Linked DNA regions of Arachis hypogaea: region 1 is linked to region 2. Evidence: chromatin contacts called from public Hi-C data. All regions are on one chromosome and are shown on one strand. The core of a region is the stretch at or near the end of the contact, and the rest is flanking DNA. Distances in the headings are between cores, read along the strand shown. Region 1 overlaps LOC112784545 (floral homeotic protein AGAMOUS). Region 2 has its middle 10 kb from the start of LOC112783236.

What was found. Hi-C and Micro-C count contacts between places; a contact is called where the count stands out from the background.
Region 1: a contact with region 2 is called in a Hi-C map of leaf, with 2.8 times the contacts expected there. The contact joins two enhancer-like sites.

The regions. Positions count from the first base shown.
Region 1 is chr20:2,855,994-2,859,111 of arahy.Tifrunner.gnm2.J5K5, reverse strand. It overlaps LOC112784545 (floral homeotic protein AGAMOUS), which reads left to right. Exons shown (of 9, transcript XM_025827785.3): 7 at 75-116; 8 at 189-400; 9 at 500-743. The coding sequence ends at 398. Among protein-coding and RNA genes, the nearest start is that of LOC112784545, 8.4 kb to the left of the region's middle. Within about 2 kb of position 1,386, at least 2 of the 3 cell types and tissues checked have open chromatin away from gene starts, as enhancers often do.
Region 2 is chr20:2,809,740-2,813,108 of arahy.Tifrunner.gnm2.J5K5, reverse strand. No RefSeq gene overlaps it. Among protein-coding and RNA genes, the nearest start is that of LOC112783236, 10 kb to the left of the region's middle. Within about 2 kb of position 1,633, at least 3 of the 3 cell types and tissues checked have open chromatin away from gene starts, as enhancers often do.

The DNA.
Region 1 (3,118 bases), core at 137-2,636, 46 kb before region 2:
GGAATTATATTTATCCACATAATTAAAGATGACATTGATCACTTGAATCCTCTAACTTATGTTAACTGGTGCAGGAGATAGATTTGCACAACAACAACCAGCTTCTTCGAGCTAAGGTTTCTTTTTCTCTCTCTCTATATCATGTGTCTTTGATTTCTTCTAATTATATATGGTGTTGGTGTTGGTAGATAGCAGAAAGTGAGAGGAACAACATGAGTGTGTTGCCAACTACTGGACCCACAAACTATGATTCAATGCATCAATCTCATGAACAACATCAGCATCAGCATCAGCATCAGCAGCAGCAATTTGATTCTCGTGGCTACTTTCAAGTCACTGGCTTACAACCCAATAGTCAGTATGCACGCCAAGACCAAATGTCACTTCAATTAGTCTAAGAGTAAGTACTAGTAAGTAGTAACATTCATTCATTAATTATATGGAATCAACTAATTAATAACTAATCTAACTAACTATATATTCTTCTTTGTTTGTGCAGTTGATGTCATTGTGATTGTGATTGTCACCCTAGCTACCTAATTATTACCAACTTGCTAGTACGTAATATAAGCAGCAAAATATATGAGGATGCATTGCATGGGATTTAACCATTAATTAATATATGTGTAGTTGCAATCTTAGGCTTTCATCACTCATAAGACTACCCTGTATCTATATATTCTCAACTGCTCCATCTCTATTATGTTTATATTAATTAGTATGTGTACTAAGATTATCAACAAGACACTACTTTAATTTCTTGACATATATATGCATATTTATTTGCCAAATAAATAGGATTAGATCTAAGAGATGAGTTTAATTTATATGTATATTACAAGTTGAATAACTGAGGGAGGTTATTTATTTCAGCCTCAGATAAGAGAGAGAACAGAAGAAAAATAAGTTTTAGTAGCGATGACTTGGTTGACAATCATTCTCTAAGAATGCTAAATAATTAACTAAACTTGAACAATCAATTATGTAGCTTCGTATATACTAGAACAGAACTGGGATAGTCATTGATTGGTTGCAACGTAACAAATGAATATTAATTATTATGATCTTATTATTATTAGAGAAAGTTTCAAGAGCCAGCACTTTAATTAAAATACATAATTTATTTTTTTTAAATTTTATCAACCTATAATACAGGACTAAATATATAACTAAGTATATAAATTATATCAAAGTATTTATATTTAAACTAAATTTGTCAATTTCTTTTTATTTTTCAATCATTATAAATTCATAATTATAGAATTGTTTAAAATTTAATTGTTTGGTTGCTCAAGTTCGAAACGGGGTCTGGTCCAATGAATGTTGAGGATTGGTGGGTCGTTGGATGTTTGGCCTGGATGAGTTCTAGGGGTGAGACAGACGAGGCTCTTCGGAGTTGACGAAATTAAACGTGATGGAGTGGGGGAAGGGAGAGCCACTTGCAAGAACTTCAACGCTCAAGTTAGTGTCCATACAAAAGGCGGTTATTAGGGTTAGAATAGGTGACATACTTGGGGGAGGAGTAGGGTCCTCCCCTTATATAGTCTGTACTAAAGCGGGACCCACAGGAACAGATCCTCCTTCTTGGAAGCTTCCTTCCAGCTGTCTAGGTGCTGTAATCAGGTAAGAAAGGAGGGGATTCGCGGGTCGAAAGACCCGTCGGATCGTTGACTCGGTATCCAGGCCCAACTTGCTAGTGGGCTGGGGCGGAACAATTCCCCCAACGCGCTGATCGCAAGCCCAGGCAGTAATCGGCGCATTTTAGCTACTCGCCCTTTCCCTGGTTGATTTCTCCTTAGGTCGAGAGTCCGTCAGCGGGGACCATGACCTCGTGCGCGTGTATTGCCCCTATACGTAGCTTGGTGCGTCGCTTCGAACTTCGCGCTGGCCATTTGATACTCATTATGATTAATTTGAAAACCCAGGAAAAAGGACTATTATGCTCCTGCCTTTTCGCGCTCCCTCCTTGACGGTTACCATTCTTTCTTTCTCCAAAACTTCCCTCATTCCTCATTTTCCATTCCCTATCTCATTCGCTTCTGTTTTCGCTTCTCTTCCATTTTTACTCTGAGTTGCTTTTGTTTGGGAGACATCTGCGCTCCTTTCTCCATTTGCTTTCACTTTCCTACCTTCTGCATATCTTCCTAGTAAGCATTCCTAATTTCTTTTGTTGTTTTATTGTACTGCTCTGTAGTTGTAGTTATTTTTGTAGATCATTGCATGCCACTCTCCTTTTTTATTTTGGTTCATGTTTGCTTGAATCCACATAGCCCACGTTAGATAGTTGCTAGGGGGTACAATTTAGGTGTCTATTTCTTGAATCTATGCCCTGGATATTAGCGTGAGCATCATGGATTATTAGTGTAGTTAGCGGTAGTTTCGTTTTATTTATCTTCCGACTATACGATCTCCTGAGTTAACTCGAGTGGTGCCTCTACTGTAGGTGTGGCTCGACCACTAACGCCGAATGTTATTAATTTTTATGCTTGGATTACTTTGAATGTGAAAGATACGCTGTCTCAAGTAACCAGAGAGGATCTTCAGGCTCTTCGGGACTCTGGCTCCTTATGCGGGGAGGCCCCTAGGAGGCGAACTACCAGGTCTACATTCCCAGTGACCGCGAATGGAGCTGTCATAAGAACATGGCCTCCCCTCATGTTATTGATTGGTTGTGGGCATATAAACCTTTTAACGAAAGGTCAGGACGCCAACATTGAACTTAACCCCATTGATGGGGAGTTGTGGAAATTAGCGTTCTCATGACATTTTTTACTTTTTCTCACAAATTTCTAAGCATCTGACATCATGGAGGGCTAGTAGTATTTGGCTCTAATGAGCTTCCTGGCTAATGCCTTTCCCCTAATATGATGACCTCAACATCCTTCGTGCACCTCACTTAGCCCTTATATAGTCTGTACTATAGCGGGACTAACAAGAGCATACCCTTTTTTTTGGAAGCTTCCTCCCAGCTGTCTTGTAATGAGGCAAGAAAGAAGGAGATTCGCGGGGCGGGAGATCCGTCGAATCGTCGACTCAGTATCCAGGCCCAATTCGCTAGTGGGCTGGAAATAATTTTTTATTTGATTCTATGATACCACTTATTTTATCATGTAATATA
Region 2 (3,369 bases), core at 384-2,883:
ACGGAAGCTAATTGAATCAGTTTCTGTGATTCACGATGCAATTTAAATCATAAATAAATAAAACTAATTACTATATTTATAATTAATTAAGTTATTCCATTTTTTGCTAATTTAGAAGTGTTCCATATACTTTTCCATATTTTAAATATTTCAGTTTTTTGTTGCATTTTTAATGTGATGTTAACTTTTAATTATTACTACATGGAATCAAAGTTCCAATCGAGACTTAGAAGAGATATCTCTTAAGCTTAAATTCAACATCAGATTTTGATCTGTTCTACATTGCCATTGCCATAATAAGGAGAGAAAATGATAGAATCTTGAATATAATCTGTTGTAATAATGAACGTGAAGAGTAGAAAAAGAAAGGGGGACAGTTGCAATTGTCTATTAGTGGTGAACAGTAAGATGCTCTGCTCTGTGGGATCATATGAAAATTTCTTGTATTTTTATTCCGTATTATTTATGTTATCACTTTGAAATCAACTTTTATTTTATTAATATTTTAAAACTTAAACTAAAAATAATGATAAGCTGATAATACTAACGTATAAGATAATTAACTCATCAGAATAAAAATATTCAAAGCATCTAAGAATTTTGGGGCTAAAACATTGTGATTTGTGTTTTTGTGACACCATAACCTCTTTTATCATTGCTTGCTTCCTTTCACCTCATTATTTTACCTTCACTCAACTAGGATATTAATACAATTAGCTTGAATATAAAATATATGTTTTTTAGTAATGTATTAATATATGTTAAAAATTTTAAATTTTGTATTTTATTCTCTTAACAAGTATTCTAAATTTGTTTCTAAAACTCTGTTTTGTTAAGGTGGATAGTGAAAAATCGTTTGCCATATATGCATATAGTTCCAATTAACCAAAAGCAAGCTTGGTAGTTGTGTTTTTCCCTTTTTTTTTTTTTGGTATTATTTTATCTTTTTATATATATATTTTTTGTGGTCTGAGTTAGTTTTTGTCATGGTATAACACGTCTCCCTCGTCCCACCCCTCTATGTAGTAGTGTTTGGTTTTGCTCTAAAGAAAAATAATTCATTTGTTTTCCCAATATGTTTTATTTTTGGTCTGAGAGTCCGGTGGATATTATATGGGCCTTAGGTATTATCTTTATTTTCAGGCTGTGGCCATTAGGGATTTAATATCCACTTTCTTTAAATTTGGATCCGATCACACGAATATCGGATATATACGTAAAATACAAAAATATTTTTAAAATTTATTTTTATTAAAAAAATATCAATAATTTTTTTTTATTCTTTTAAATATTTTTACTTTTAAAATAATATTAAACATACTTTTCTTAAATAATAAATTAAAATAACACAACATATACAATAATTACTAGTTAAAATAAAACATAAAAAAAATTTATTTATTTTTTTTTATTTTTGCGAATACAGAGATATGCTGATACCTACACAAAATATAAAATAAACAAGCAAAATATATATAATAAATATCTCATCAAAAAACTAAGGAAAGGACAATTTTTTACTGTACCAATAATAAAAAAATAGAAAAAGAAAAAAGCTTGATTTCTAGAACGTGTAAATGGGTCTCTTGGAGTTGCCCCAAACTGCTTGCTTGGACTTAGCGAAAGCAATTTTTTCCTGTCTATTCCCAATTATTGCCAACAACTTTAGAAACAAAAAACAAAAAACAAAAAAGAGAACATATTAGCTCACATCATGAATCATACACATAAATTCAATTCATTAATGCAATGAATAAATAGTTTTCACATCACAATTTTTATCGAATTATATTATTTATTTGCACTCAATATCAAATAGCTTAGCAAGTCCATTATTAAGTATGACATTCACATATAAACATATTTGAATTTTTTCTTTAGTAAATTATAATTAACAACTAGTAATATACTCAATTTTTAGAAGATAGAAAGAACTAACTCAAAACTTGAGCAGCTTCATTTGTAGCATTCTTAGTCCAAAGAGCAATTTTCTCTTGCCTATTCCTGATATTTATAATAATTCTGTAAATTTCATCACCATGATCAAATTGTTCTCCAATCATTCCCAACAACGTTAGAAACAAACAAAAAAAAAACATATTAACTTACATCACAAATCATACACATAAATTCAAATCATCAATATAATGAATCAATGATTTTCACATAACATTATCCTAAAAAACTCTAAAAATCATAAAAAATCCTAAGAAATCCTAATAAATCCTAAAAAATCTGAAAAACCCTTAGAAAATCTTAAGAAATCCTAAAAAAACCTTAAAAAATCCTAGAAAAACCTAAAAAACTTTAGAAAATCTTAGAAAATCATAAAAAACTTAAAAGATCATAAAAATATTAAAAAATTCTAAAAACTCTAAAAGACCCTAGAAAACTCTACAAAATCCTAGAAAATTTTAAAAAATTCTAGAAAATTCTAAAAAATCCTAAAAAGTCCTAGAAAACCCTAAAAAAATCCTAGAAAACTCTAGAAAATTCTAAAAAATCCTAGAAAACTCTAAAAAACCCTAGAAAACCATAAAAACCCTAGAAAATCCTAGAAAAATCTAAAAAAATACTAAAAAATTCTTAAAAAAATCTTAATAACTCCTAGAAAAACCTTAGAAAATCCCAAAAAATCCCAAAAAAATCCTAAAAGAATTCTAGAAAATTCTAAAAAACTCTAAATACCCTAAAAAAATCCTAAAAAATTCTAAACCCTAAACCAAAAAACAAACAAGCAAAATATATATATAATAAATATCTCATCAAGAAACTAAGGAAAAGACAATTTTTTATTTTCCCAATAATAAAAAAATAGAAAAAGAAAAAAGCTTGACCTTTAGAACGTGTAAATAGGTCTTTTGGAGCTGCCCCAAACTGCTTGCTTGAACTTAGCGGACGCAATTTTCTCCTTCCTATTCCCAATCATTGCCAACAACTTTAGAAACAAAAAACAAAAAAGAGAACATGTTAACTTACATCACGAATCATACATATAAATTCAATTCATTAATGCAATGAATAAATGATTTTCACATCACAATCTTTATCCGTCACTGTAAATAACTGAATTATGTTGTTTATTTGCACTCAATATCAAACAGCTTAACAAGTCCATTATTAGGTATGTCATTTACATATAAACACATTTGAACTTTTTCTTTAGTAAATTACAATTAACAACTAATAATATACTCAATTTTTAGAAGATAGAAAGACCTAATTCAAAACTTGAGCAGCTTCATTTGTAACATTCTTAATCCAAAGAGCAATTTTCTCCTATCTATTCCTGACATTTACAATAGTTCTGCAAATCTCATCACCATGACCAAATTGTTCTCCAATCATTCTCAACAACTTTAGAAATAA